3 separate regions of the Mus musculus genome follow, and regions 2 and 3 are each linked to region 1. The links are chromatin contacts, called in public Hi-C maps. All regions are on one chromosome and are shown on one strand. The core of a region is the stretch at or near the end of the contact, and the rest is flanking DNA. Distances in the headings are between cores, read along the strand shown. Region 1 holds the start of Cdh7 (cadherin 7, type 2). Region 2 has its middle 680 kb from the start of Gm41929. Region 3 has its middle 610 kb from the start of Gm41929.

The links. Hi-C and Micro-C count contacts between places; a contact is called where the count stands out from the background.
Region 2: a contact with region 1 is called in a Hi-C map of cerebellum, with 4 times the contacts expected there. The contact joins the enhancer-like site here to the promoter of Cdh7 in region 1. A contact is called at or near these places in 3 of 39 promoter capture datasets (embryonic stem cells, hippocampal neurons and stem cell-derived epiblast-like cells) and 2 of 484 Hi-C or Micro-C datasets (cerebellar granule neurons and cerebellum).
Region 3: a contact with region 1 is called in a Hi-C map of cerebellum, with 2.3 times the contacts expected there. The contact joins the enhancer-like site here to the promoter of Cdh7 in region 1. A contact is called at or near these places in 3 of 39 promoter capture datasets (hippocampal neurons and liver), 1 of 484 Hi-C or Micro-C datasets (cerebellum) and 1 of 115 datasets of contacts at active chromatin or transcription factors (stem cell-derived neural progenitor cells).

Annotation. Positions count from the first base shown.
Region 1 is chr1:109,981,705-109,986,591 of GRCm38.p6, reverse strand. Cdh7 (cadherin 7, type 2) reads right to left here and starts at 2,869. Exons shown (of 12, transcript NM_172853.3): 1 at 2,701-2,869.
Region 2 is chr1:108,647,295-108,652,367 of GRCm38.p6, reverse strand. No RefSeq gene overlaps it. Among named protein-coding and RNA genes, the nearest start is that of Gm41929, 680 kb to the right of the region's middle. Within about 2 kb of position 2,492, at least 6 of the 459 cell types and tissues checked have an H3K27ac peak or open chromatin away from gene starts, as enhancers often do. A contact at or near this core is called in cerebellar granule neurons and cerebellum, where this site is marked.
Region 3 is chr1:108,576,210-108,581,236 of GRCm38.p6, reverse strand. No RefSeq gene overlaps it. Among named protein-coding and RNA genes, the nearest start is that of Gm41929, 610 kb to the right of the region's middle. Within about 2 kb of position 3,261, at least 3 of the 459 cell types and tissues checked have an H3K27ac peak or open chromatin away from gene starts, as enhancers often do. A contact at or near this core is called in cerebellum, where this site is marked.

The sequences.
Region 1 (4,887 bases), core at 1,620-4,119:
TTACCATCTATAGTCTCTAGCATGGTAAAACACTACTGTTATGCATTAGGCTGAATTTGTATGTTATTTAACATGACATTCTGTCAATTTAATATTAATCCTATGTAATATTGGTGTCACTCATACATATATATGTATATGCATTTGTATGTATATTTGTATTATATAATTTCATTTCAATTAGTGAGCTTTGGGAATTTCTGTTCTTTGAGATTTCTCACATAATGAGACCATGATGAAGTCCATTAACTTCCTAGGCTACACAACACTAAAACCATGGACCACAATCTCCTACTAGTAACAAGCTTCAGTATAGAGTCAGGGGCCCTAGAAATTAATCACATAGCCTTTAGTGTGCATCTGGCTATCAACCATGAGGAAAAATTTTCCCTAAGTGGATTATATAGATAATTGCACTGAAATAGAAACAACTTCTCTCTTGGGAGAAAGAAATAAAAAAGGGGAAAAGCACATGGTTTATATTGAAGCCTGTACAAATTAAAAAGTAAACAAAGTAACAAACCACAGCCCTCCTGAATTATTTATGTAATAACTAAATGGATGTATTGTACTTCTAGGGCTACCTCTTTACATTTTATTATTATAGAAAATCTTGTTTTTCTAGTTTTAGTTTTTAATTTGCCCTTGTATTACACCTTTCTGTCAGGTGTGATTTACACGACTTCCGTGAAAGGCTTTATGTTCCAATAAATACTTTACAAAATAACTTGAAATAAAATTTTCAAGAATGAAAAATCTTTTCTGTAATAAGAACTGAATGTATGGATAGACATCTGCATATTAAATGGCCCTGGACATTCTGTCAGTGAGGAGTCTTGCAAGACAAGGTGGGGGAGGGGGCAGTGATCAAGGGGGCTTCTCTGCAGAACCAGCAAATTCCCAGAGGAGGCACTGTTGTACTGTTGGTCAGAGTTAGATCTCCTCTGCTTGTTAGAGGCTAGGGAGATGGTCACACAGGACTCTGTCACATGGTTTGCCCTCAGCTCCCCTTTGCCACCAGAGCAAGGAAAGTCAGACTCTCTTATTCACTGCACAAACACTTGCATTTCTGTCCCTTTGGAATTAACTCGTGCATGCAGGCTAGTCTGGAAGTTTCTAAAATTCTCAATTTAAGATATGGGTTTGAAGCCTTCTAATGAAGTAAAAAACATTTTCTATTTCTTTTTCCTTCCAAGAAAGAACACTGTGATGCACTGCAAGCTGTTGAAGCAATAAATATAAATCCTTATAAAATTCAGGACGGTTGGAATCACTCAACAATAATATGTACAAAAGAAAACAAGTTAAGGATTTAGTATATAGCACCTTTCTGAAAGATTTGGAAAAGTATTTAACTTGACACATAGATGTATTCATTCTCTTTTTCTTTTCTTTTTTTTTTTTTTTTTTTTTTTTTTTGATATCTATATACAGTCTGAGAAGTTTAGACCCCTGATACCACTTAGAAACCAAAATACTGAATAATAGCAATGCTGGCAAGAAAATGATGCCTGAAAAGAGACAGTGGTTTTATTTTTCAGACCAAAGAAGGCTGAGCAGTAGCCAACAAATATGTTCTCCACCCTCTCTCCCTATTGGATGCTAAAAACCGAGAGTCAATTCAAGGGTACGTTTCACTAATATAGATGCCTTGTAGTAGCCTTTCATAAGAAAGAGAACAACTCTCTGACACTAAATCAATAAAAGTAGACTTAGGAAGAGGTGTGCATCTGTCAACTGATAGTTAATGCAATTCTAATGACCTATCGCAGTCTTTAATTACAGTAATACTTCACACTGAGAGTGCACAATGCCCTTTTAGTAACACTACAAACTAGAATAGCTTCTAGGAGGGTGATAGGCTGTGCCTCTTGCTTTATTTCTCTTTCCACACACAAAATTTCAGCAAGCTTACTCAGATAAAACTATTAAAACTGGATGCTGCCTCACAGCTTCCACTTAGCCACTGACAATTAAACAGGAGTACACAAGGAAGATTACCATGAAGTTGCTGGCCAGCAACCTATACTTTTGCAGTTACTCCATGCTTTTCAAAATAGCCCGTAAAAATAAAGAAAGTCATTTGAATGCATTTCTCTTTCACATAGAATAGCAAGCATTTGGCTCAACATGACGTCTGACCAGTTCTTTAGAAAACGAGCTGTTTGAGTGGGTTTCTGGAAGGTGCAGTTGGAATTACTCTTAGTTCTTCCTTCCCCTTAACAACTCTTTATAAAGACTCAAAACTACTTAGATTTTGCTGACCGTGCATCTACACAAACTTCCTTTTAATAATGGTTCCTACTACAACAGAACTCTAAAAATACATTTTTGGTTTTTGCACTAGCAATCTACCTTTAACAGCAAATACTGTCAATTTGCAATTTCAATACGATGACAATAAATTTTCCTATCTGTAAAGAGAGATTAAAGTTCTGTCAATCCACCTCTGTAAAAAACAAAACAAAACACCTGCTGGGCACTGATATTGTGGAGGGTAAGTCTTATTTTTATAAATATTGAATTTAATACATGACCTAAATATATCTCTTGCAAAGTAAAAGGTGTTTTACAAATATTAATGAATTACTATGCAAATTTTTCACAGTCTAGAGATTCTAAATCTGTGATTTTTTTTTTCCCTAACAGCTTATGATTTCCCCAGTTCAGGGTTAATTTATTTTGGTAATCTTTACTTACCTGAACTATGACATCTAAGAAATCCGAAGGGTTAATGATCTAAACCGTGAAGCCATTCAAAGCTAAGGTCCTTTTGTATCAATCCACGCTGGGAGGCTGGAAGGCTGAATACCAGCAACTAGCCTTGTGCCAAGTGAACCCACGAAGATGTCCAAGTCCAGAATGAATTCCAGAGAAGCAGGGTGCCCTTTTCCCAGCTCACACCAAAGGTACAAAGAGGCGAAGTGGAAGCAAACCCTGAAGATGCACCTGACCAACGGAATACTAATTACTAGGGGGGAAAAAAAGAGCAACCATACTTGAGTTCCACATTCACATAAGGCCAAAGAGGTCTAGGGCAGATGGTTCAAAGGAATCCTGCTCCTGCTTACACAAGGCACACACCTCCTTCCAGCCTCAGACCTCTGCAGAAAGCGGTGGCACAATTTGCTCCGAGTTGTGCCAGCATCAGTTCAAGGTCCACGGAAAGATCCGCTGGGTACCTCTTAGAGGACAGCGGTGGAGATGGCGAGTGTTTACCTCTGCATTTGAAGTGGGCTGGGATTGGGATTCACTCTCACCCTGACTACTTCCCTCGCGTTGCACCTGGTGTCTGTCAACACTGCTTTCCTGGAGGATCTCGGGAGAACTCAGTCCTCAAGCCTGTCCTGCCAGGCAGAAGCACGTCTCAACACAACACGCAGTAACTTGGGAACGCCACGGGAAACTCCGCACGGATACCCTCCCCCCCTACTCCCGCTCTTTGCTCACTTATCTGTCCGGCTCCCCGCGGTGCGCAGCGAGGGCGCGCTTCTGCGAGGGCGACCTCCCCAGCCCCAAAGGAGGCACACATACACTCACCTGGGGCCTCTCTACCCTGCCAGCAGCATCAGGCACCTGAAACCATGGCGTTTGCATTTAAAAGAATGCGCACTTGGCAAGGGGGTGGAAGGGGTGGGGGATCCACGGGCGCTCAGGGACGCTGTGCTCCCAGCTATGAGCGCCGGGCAGACACAGAAGCAGCGGACCGGCACCTGCTCAGCCCCGCAGCAGCCTACTCGTCTTCCAATCACAACGCACTCCGCAGGGCACAAGGACCCTGGGGGTCATTGAATGCTAGGGTCCCGCTCTTGATAGGGACGAAAAGGGCCATCATTATTCTTCCCTTCCCACCCCCACCCTCCACCCCCATCCCCCACACACGCTAATCCTCTGCACAACAGTCTAGGGTACCAAGTCCGGAGCCAACCAGAGCGCGCGTCCCCGGAGAGGGCGGGAGGGCGAGCGCGGGTGACTGCGAGAGGGCGCGCAGGGGCCGACTTGGGAGTGCGCATTAGAGGGAGATGCAGATCGCCGCGGGTTACCACTGGCACCTTGTCTGAGAGGCTACAGAGACTTCAGGACCTCCTGGAGAAACAGAAAGCGCTGTTGGCTAAGATTGCCAAGAGAGAGACGCTTAGTCGGCATGCGCGCGCGCGCGTACACACACACACAGACACACACAGACACACACACACACACATACACTCACACACACACACACACACACACACACACACACACACACACACACACACACACACATATGCACACACACATGCGCGCGCGCGCATCCTCCTCCAGCTCCTGGATGACTGATCAGTGCAGATGGATTCCTTTGCAGAGAAATAAAGAAGGTTGAAAGTGGGAGGGCCTCAAGCCTCCCCCTCATCCCTCCCACCACCAAAGTATTTGCATCTTAAAGCAAGAAAGTAGGGGAGTTTTAAGAAATTATTTTCAAGCCTTCCCCTCTCCCGTCAGCCTGTCTAAGAAACCTTTACCAATTAAGCTCTTGAGGCACCATGGAAGTCATAAAACTAACCAGAACTTACAATTTTATTGCTTGATAGTTTTGCCCTTTCATTCTCCTCGGACTGCCCTACTTTTTTCTTTCTTTACTTGCAGCATATGTACTCCCTTGCTGTACTCTTTAATGCAAAACTTCTGACGGGTGTGATTTCCAGGCATGGTGGAATCTAGGAGCTTCTGGAGGTCAGCAAGAGGGGAAAGAGAGAGTAGCTGGGTTTTTATTCACAATGCACGCAGCCATCTGTATGTAACTCGGTTTTGTTTTGTTTTGTTTTGTTTTTTGTTTTGTTTTGTTTTGTTTTGCCTCTGTGGGGTGCTTGATTTAACCTGGTGACTTGGTGTTTAGTCAGGGAGATGAGA
Region 2 (5,073 bases), core at 1,243-3,742, 1.3 Mb after region 1:
CAACCTCCATAACCACTGTCTTGATTTAAATAAGAATGCCCCCTCATTATATTTGAATACTTAGCTAAAAAGCACTGGAATTCTTTGAAAGAATTAGAATGATTAAGATGTGTGACATTGTTAGAGGAAGTATGTCACTGAGAGCAGGATTTGAGTTTTCTATTGCTCATGCCAGACCCAAACTTTCTCATTGACTATTGCTTATGGATCAGTATCTATGTCTCAATTACTTCTCCAGCACACTCTCTGCTATGATGATAACGGACTAAGGCTCTGAAAATGTAAGCAGACCACAAAATAGATGTTTCTTTCATACTGTGTGTCTGGGTCATAGTGTCTCTTTAAAACAATAGAGCAGTGTCTAATACAAACGTTTGAAACGAGAATGATTCTGAATTTAATTCTAAATATAGACCTTATAATAACAGATAAATGTAGCACTCACTCCTCATCTAGGAAATTTCTCTTTGCAACAACAACAAAAACATTTTTGCAGACTCACAAATAATCAGACTGCAGAGTTGTAGGGCTCAGTTCTAATATGTACAGCTAGAAAACAACCCCTGCACCTAAACCTCAATGTTGTTGCAAAAGAAGGATCAGAAAGATTAAAGTGGCCAAGAGAAGAGGAACCACATTGTATAATAGTGTCTCCTAAAAAGTAACACAAAGGCTAAAGCATAAAGGACGTCAGGATGAATGGCAAAACAAGACCTGAACACAGAGAATAGGAATGAGTGTTGTAACATATAGGATAGAAAGCTTGTAGAGTCTCAACCTCAGAAAAAGAATTATGGAAAACTGTGGGATTCTAAGAATAAAAATGATCATTTTTGGAAAAGAACACCCCAGTAGTTATCTAATAAGAGATACTTAATCCTGAGCTTGTACACACACCTGTGTGTGTGCGCGCACACACACACAAACACACATGATTCTATACAGAATTAACGAGTTTTATTTATATATTTGAAAAACATATTGACAATTAAAGAATACTACAACATGAATTTGAAAGAGAGCATCAGTAATTCATGGAAGAAAGTTATATAGGGAAAAGGGAAGAAAGTAATTTATTTATATTATAATCATAAGCAATAAAAATGTTTCATTAAAAAGTAAAAGATCTATATTTTGCCACTGTATAAAATTAAAATCTCTATGAAAAAAAGTAATTTTTTCCTTACAAAGTAGAATATTCAAGCATGAAAATGTGTGTCTAAATCATCATTGTTATATTGTCCATTGAATACTTGCTTGAAGACCCTAGAGCTGTCTCTACACGTGTAGTTCTGTTTGATCATCAGAATACAAATTATTTGAAGTAAGGTCAATTTATGAAGCAGATTTATAAAATTAAAGTTATGAAAATTTTTTGTTTATAAACTGTATAAAAGTATACTATTTAAAATGGTTAAACCTATAGAAAGAGCATAATTTTGGTTGGGTACGAATTAGGATAGAAATTGATAGACTTGGAAAAGGAGACAACATGATCAAAATATACTGGATGAAAAAATCTGACAGAAATATATTAAAGCATAAAAAACAAGAGTTCAGCATTTGCTGTGCTTCTGTTTCTGAGGATGTGAAAGATATTAGGTTTGGTTTTGTGTGTGTGTGTGTGTGTGTGTGTGTGTGTGTGTGTGTGTGTGTGTGTATTGTGGTTTTGAAACATTTTTATATTGATGTGTTCAGGTTATAAAAGCCTTAATTACAATATTGCTAAAACATCAAAGTTTACTACCAATTTGGTTTCTCACAGCTGTACTTTCTTATAATCTTACCAGTTGTTTTATTCTTTGAAATACAGTACTCCTTAGAAAATACATGGTCACATATAAAGTTGTCCATAAAGACAACATCTTAAATCCTAACTGAATTAAAAAACTGATTTTTTTTATTCTGGTTCCATAAAAATCTAATAGGAACAGTGGTTCCAGTTTCAGAAAGCTGATACCAATTTTTTTTTATTCAGAGGTCCTATATAGTTTCCTTGTACTGGGTACATTCCTATATCAACCATACATGCCCCAGATGAGCTCCTTATTCTGACTTCTAGAATTTAGTAGCCTGTGCTGAAATATATCTGACTTTTATTGAGTCTGCTCATATTTTTCCAACATCAGTATTCCATTCATCATCAGATCCTGCTGTGTCCTGCCACCTGTCTCTTCCATCTGTGTTTCTTTCTGTTACAGTTGCATGCACCCTTTCTTTGCTCATTTTTCTGTCTACTCACCCATTAGCTATAAATGAAGCCTGTTGTTTCCAGTCTGTCGAAAGTGTATCATGGACCTTCATTTTATTTTTCTTATTACAATATTGCTTTACATAAAAATGAATGAAACCTTTAGCTTTTCAAACAGCAAAGTGACAGCTTTGCAAATTAAACATTTAGAGGCATGCTGTTCGTTCAAAGGGAGCACATATCCCTTCCACCCGGTCCTTTCTGCTGGGGCAGCCTGCTAGATAATCTGCTCCCATGGAGACACCATATCCTGAGGCACCACAGAAGATCTGCTGCAGTCAGAGCGGTTGGGTATCTGACACCACAGTCTGAGGCATCCCAGGAGATCTGCCACACATAAGGCAACCAAGCAACTTAAGGTCAGTTTGTCTGCTCGTCTGAGACACCACAGCTTGAAGGCATGCCAGGAGCTCCTCTGTACACAGTGCAACTGGGCAACAGACACAACAGTCTGAAGACCTCCTGGGGCTCTGTGACATGCACAGAAACTGACCCAACAGATTGAAAGCCTCCCCGGAATTCTGCTGCACACAGGGGAACAGAAACAACAGTCAGTAGACACTTCTGGCGAGTATCTTCACACAGGACATGGACACTCAACAGTCTGAAGGTCTCCCAGGAGAACTACTGCATGCAGGGCAACAGATCAGCAGCTTCTCTATCCCTCTGAAGAGGCCCTAGTTTGATGGGTCCACAGGTGGTCTGCCACAGCCAGGGAAGCAGGCCTACTAAGAGACCTGAAGCAACCAAGGGATGAAAGAGGCAGACTCCAGAGTCACCCAGACCAGCAAACCAAGGGACAACCAGATGGTGAGAAGTAAGCACAAAACTATGAGCATCAGAAGCCAATGTATGTGGGCATTATCAGAATACAGTTCACCCAGAACAGCAAGACCTGAATACAACAACACATATAGAAATAAGGAAGGTGACCAAAAATTCTATCACACAAAGGTAATAGAGTCCTTTAAGGAATATATAAATAACTCACTAAAGGAAATACCAGATAACGCAATCAAGAAGAAGGAATTGAATACAGCAGTCCAAAACCTAAAAGTGGGAGTAGAAACAATAAAGAAAACACAAATGGAGGCAAACATGGAAATGGAAAATCTAGAAAAGAGGTCAGGAATTACAGATGTAAGTATCACCAAGAGAATACACTTGATAGCATTTTCTTGGTGATACTTATATCTGTAATATACTAGCCCAGTCCTACAAAGGACCCTAGAAGAAAAACTCCAACATAAGGAAGGTAGCTCCACTAAAAAAAAAAAAAAAAAAAGGAAAGAAAAGAAAAGAAAAGAAAAGAAAAGAAAAGAAAAGAAAAGAAAAAACATATCAGGAACCAAGCGTTATCAGTCTTTAATATCTCTCAATATTAATGAACTACATACAACCATAAGCTAACAGACTGGACGAGCAAAGAGAATCCAGCATTTTGTTCCATACAAGAACAGAAAACAATAACAAACACAGACACTATCTTAGGGGAAAATCATAGTAAAAGGTCTTATAAGCAAATGGTCCCAGTAAACAAGCTGAAGTTGCCATCCTGGCAAAAGTTATCAAACATGTTGAAAAAGGACATTTATTATTTATCAAAGGGAAAATTAACCAAGAGAATGTGGCAATTCTGAACATCTATGCCACAAATCTAAGGGGACCCACATTCATAAATGAAACTTTACTTTTTTTTTTGGTTTTGGTTTTTCAAGACAGGTTTCTCTGTGTAGCCCTAGCTGTCCTGGAACTCACTTTGTAGACCAGGCTGGCCTCAAACTCAGAAATCTGCCTGCCTCTGCCTCTGGAGTTCTGGGATTAAAGGCGTGTGCCACCACACCCAGCTGTGAAACTTTACTAAATCTCAAAACACAGAGTAATAGTGGGAGATTTCAACAGCCCACTCTCACCAATGGACAGGTCATTGAAACAGAAACTAAATATCCACAGTGAAACTAATATATGCTATGAATCAAATGGAATTAACAGATAACAACAGAACATTTCAACCTAAAACAAAAGAATACAACTTCTTATTAGAACCTCATGGTACCTTCTCCAAAACTGACCATCTAATTGGTTACAAAACAAACCTCATCCAATACTGGAGGACTAAAATAATTCAGTAAATCCTCTCAGATCACCTAAGACTGGTCTTCAATAACAGCAAAAACAATAGAAATCCCATCACATACAAGTGAAATCTGATAATTCTTTAATCAATGATGCCTTGGTTAGGGAAGAAATAAAGAAATAAATTAAAGATTTCCTGGAATTTAATGAAAATATTGACACATTATACTCAAACTTATAGGACACAAGGAAAACAGTGCTAAAAGGAAAATTCATAGCACTAAGCACCTTGGTAAAGAAACTAGAGAGCTCTTACACAAAAAACCTAACAGCATACCTAAGAGCTCTAGAGAAAAAAAGAAGCACACATACCCAAGAGGTGTAGACAGCAGGAAACAGCCAAACTCAGTGCCAAAATCAACCAAATAGAACAATACAAAGAATCAACAAAACCAAAAGTTGGTTCTTTGAAAGAGTCAACAATATAGATAAATCTCTAGCCAAACCAACTAATGGGCCTATACCCAATGGCACAATAAAAGAAGTCATTAAGAACCTCCAAACCATATTAAGCCCAGGGCCAGATGGATTTAGTGTAGAATTCTACTAGACCTTTAAAGAAGACTTGATACCAATATTACTCAAATTATTCCATAAAATAGAAACAGAAGATACATTACCTAATTTATTGTATGAAACCACAATTACCCTGATACCTAAATGACACAAGGACCCAATAAATAAAT
Region 3 (5,027 bases), core at 2,012-4,511, 1.4 Mb after region 1:
TTATGGGGTTGGGAAGCGGCATAACTATATGCCATGGATACAGGTGGAGGCACAGACTAGAATGGTGATGGGACTCCAACAGGCCCAAACAGTTCCCCTGTCTGCTGGGCTCTGTAGGGTCCCAGACAGCATGGATTTTTTTTCAAAGCAGAGCTATAGAAAGCCAAAGGCAGCATTTTTAATGCATTCTGTACTAGGTATATCTGTTTTGCAGAAAGATTAATGTTCTCATTATTACCTATCCCTATTTTAAAAGATGTTTATAAACTGAAATCTAAATTATCATCCAGTCCATGCTAAAAATTTATTTAAGACAATTACTGATAACTTAGAGGGGAATTGTGTATATTAATTTTTTTCTTTCAAATGGTAATATTTTTTAAAATATATTTTTCTTATGATTTAATGTACCTAAAGATATATTCTACAGGAAAAATAAATTAATTAATTCTCACAAGAAAGCCATGTTTGACCCAATTGGAAGGTGGATAATGCATTCTATAGGAAGGTAGATGGTAAGAATAGATATAAGTAGATTCAATGGACTTGTTTTAATTCACTCAAATGAGTAGGCCTTTCTGTATTATTAGAATTTGTGTTCTGCTGTCACTACAATTATGGCTCACATATCTGTTTTCTAAATAATATGGTCCCTTTTCCCTTCATTTGGTACTTTCCATACAAAACATGCTTTCAAAAAATGCCACAGTGAATCATAAAATGTATTTTAAAAATATACAAAATCTCAATGTAAGACATTTCATAGACAAAAGAAAACAAGTAGATACTGTGGAGATTTATTTGCTAGTCTCTGGCTCTTGGGGAATGAGTTATCACCCAAATGAAATAACATTGTACACATAAGTCCCTGCTGATATAAATTTAGACAAAGGTGAACTGACTACTGCTACTTTCCTAAACTGCAACAGTTCCCATCTTCTTATATGTTTCTATCCTTATACACAGATAACTGAACATCTCTCTCCTCTTCAAAGATTCTTCTTGAGAAGACAGAAACTTTTATAAATGCTACATGTGTTCAAAGTCTAAAAAACATCTGACCCTACTGTGGTTAACATCATTTTACACATATACAACACATTCAAACATCAAAGGCTCAGAAAACATCCCTGAAGACTGGACAAAATGATTGTAAGATTCAGAGAATCAGAATATCTGGTTTTGACATAGTGTCTTCTACTTATGACCAGGATACTGTACTTAAAAAATTTTAAAAGTATGGTTACTGTCTTAGTTAGAGTTTCTATTTATGTGAGGAAAATACCATAGTCCAAAGACAATTTGCATAGGAATTAATGTAATTGGCTTCTACTTCCTTATTGCTGTTCATCATTGAACAAATTCCAGAGAAGAACCTGGCAGGAATCTGGAGGCAGAATCTGAAGTAGAGGCCATGAAGGAATGTTGCTTATTTGCTTATTCACTCTGCTATTTTTGTAGAATATAGGAATATCAGCCAAGAGATGGCACCACCCACAATGATCTGGGCCCTCCTTACTGATCACTAACTTAAAAAATCATTTATACACAGATAACATGTAGGCTTTTTCTCAGTCTTGGTTTGCTCCTTTCAGATAACTTAACTTAAAATTTGTCTTCTTTCATATTGCAACTAAGATCTACCTGGTGCTATTCCAATAACAAACACATATTTGAATTATGAACAACATGCCCCTATAATGAATGCATTGTTTTACTAGTTAGTATATTACAAAGGAAACTTTTTAAATTTGGATCTTCAGTTATTTAATTTTCTTTCTATTCTAATTCTCAATATAACTCAGCATCAATCAAATCAGTAAATAGCATGATTAACAAGGAAAATAAATTATGCCAGTCTATTGCAATGTAATGGAAGAAACATGCTAAAATGTGTTAATATTAAGGCATACCAGTGCTGAACAGTGACACGTAATATGTTGTTATTTAATCATTTCATCTGAATTTAATATTCCATCGCACAGCACAATGATCTCCCTAGGTTTTCAGTAGAGACAAAATTGACGGGAATTGAAAACCAATGAAACACTGTGTTATCCGGGTAAAGTGGAAGATCAAAACATTTGGTAGTGAGTCATTCTGGGTGGTAGCATGAGCTACATTAGTTCATTATATCAGGATGAATATTAAATAGTTCCAAGTTTTAAACCAGAAAATTAGAGCATAATTGGTTAGTTTCATTTCTACATCTAAAGCATTAAAGGTATATAGCACTCAAACAATGCTTATATTCCATGCAACTTGTTAGCAGAACATAACATAATGGTTTTCAAATAATGTGTTTGTAAATACTTATAAAACAAGCTTAGATGCTAATCTGGATAAAATGTCATTGAAAGAGAGGATATCTATATGTATGATAGAGGAGAAAGAATGCTTTAGTGGATTGTGGTAATTATCTGATGTTTAAATATAAGGAGTAATGTCAGCAGAGAGTTTGTGGTATAAAAGGCAGAGACACTGAAAAACGAAATATAGATTAGTTGCCTATAAGGAGTTAGCCTCTAGCACATTGGCTGCTAAATGTCCAACATTTGGGGAAGACATTATTATTGGAACATAACTCGGTAGGACTCTTGCCTACTGAAGCAAGCCAAAGCCCCTCCCACTTGTTAACTATGCATGTCTCAGTATGATGCACAGTCTTTACGAGCCATAATCACAATGGCATATGCCTTAAGATAACTTCTAAATCCATAAATAATACAAAACAGTTATTGATTTATTTTCTTTGAAATATTGATAGATAACCCTCATTTAATGATAGCTCATCAGTGTTGTGCTTCGGAAGTAGGAACTTGGGTAGCAGAGTTAAACACAGTAACTGGGTTATTCTGTAAGCCAGTAACTGAAATAGACTGGGTTACCACAAGACTTACGGCCTCTATGTAAACTGATTTCCTAAAGTGAGACTCATGAAGAAACTCCTTTCCTTCCCTGGAAAACATAAAATAAATGTCGTGAGGACTTTTTGACTAAATATCTGAAAATAAAAAAGAAAATATTTAATTTGAAGTTTCAAAATTGTAAGAAAGCCAGGCCTGTGAAGACAGCTCTGGGCCTCATCAGTAATAGAATCCCAATGTCCATTCATGTGACGGGATGGTTGTCTGGATGACAGCAGAAGAGCACAAAAATACCATAGCCAATTAGTTTCCTGTGCTGAAGCTGTGCTCTGTGGTGCTTTGCTGTTTCAACAGCTCATTACTGCATTAATGAGCAGGGCCTCAGAGACAGACATCTCACAGTAAGGGACACTTCTATCTCCCCAGCAGTAAGTTATTCACCCCTTCCTCATAAGCACTGCCAACTCCCTGCTAGTTCTCTAAGCAACATGGAAAATTTCAGACTGATCCACTTGGACGTAAAATAACAGCGATGGTGTACCATGTTTAAGAACTACTCTTTTCTTATCAGTCACACTTATGACACAGATTTGCATCTCTGAACAATATAGGCTCAAAATTAAATATTTTTTCTTCGTTTTTCGAAATGGAAATGTAAGTTTTGGTGTGTCTGACACTAAGCAAGAAAAAAAAACTTCTTTAATAATATGTGGAAAAATGAGTTCAACTATACTAGAGCAAATCAGATGAATTATGTTTGTTGTAAAATGTGATTAAATCTTAGAAAACATTAATATGAAATAATTTAATGCTATACTTATGAAACAAATTAATATGTGAGTTAAAAATATGAGATTATTGGAAATCTTGGACTTCAAAATACTTATTTTAGCATAAGCTTTAATTTTTACATTTTGTTTGACCATTTTGAATTCCTTCATTAGGCCTTTATTTCTTTCCAAGAAAAATATCTATAATAAGATAAAATACTGAGTTTTTCCCCTGCCATTATCCCCAAATATAACCAAGAATTCATTGTAAAAAAAAAATCTACTTAAATCAAACACCATGTCATTTTCAGAAATGTTTTATTTTGAAATTTTCAGTGAATAATTAGTAATTAAGTGATTCAGAGTAAAGTTCTGTCATTAGATGGGATTTTTACTTATTATTGTTTGCAATCTGAGAACATTAAAATAAGATATTTTGCATTCCAAATTTCACTGTCTTTCGCGTTGGCTTTGCTGTTTCATATGCTGTGAGTACAAAAGCAGAAGTTGGCTCACCCTTCATTTGTCTCAAAGCCAGAGGCTTTAAAGGAATTGAGTAAGATTTCAGATTCTAAGTCAGTGGCCTTGAAACAGTTAGAGCTGTACGCATTGCCTGACACATCCATCAGTACCGCATATGATTGATGGCACTGTTTCCGAGGCTTTGGAAATGATCACGAGAATGAAAGATTTGTCTGTCTGCATTAAAGCACAAAGTCATTTTAAAGACTAATTTCAGGAAGGTGAGAAATAACTGTCATCAACAACTAAAATTTTACAATCACTTTTAAAATGGCACAGGAGCCTAAAATATGAAAAGAAGTTCCTTCTGAGACTGTCTGACACCAATTGTGATATATTTATTAAAGTGTTTTAAATTCAGTATCTTGTGACAATGATAGAGTCTCTTTGACTTGTTATGATACTACCTTGAAGTACTACATATTTATTTTTAAAAGCACCTTGATTTTTTTTTCACTATTTTGTAAGACATACTGAGATATTTCTTTACTCAGTATCTGACCTTAACACTCAGAACTAATTACATTATCCAGGCCAATCTACATAGAAGATTGGCATAGTTAATGTAATTTGGCATAAATTATCCAGATTTGCTGCTCCCTCTCAGAAAACAAGTGATTCCATGAATGCAACATATGTAACATACAGCCACACATTTTCAGGTTCTTCTGCAAGGGCACATATTGGGAAATACATTAAAATATGCTTTTAGGGTGACTGAGTCTTTCTGCTTTGCATTATACTCATGTGCATCTTGTTTTCTACATTCTAACTTATGCATATTGATTGTAATATCTACTTATTTTTGGTTTAGTGTTTATTTGTTTGGTTTTTAAAATTGTGTAAAGTTCATTTCTAATTTCATAAT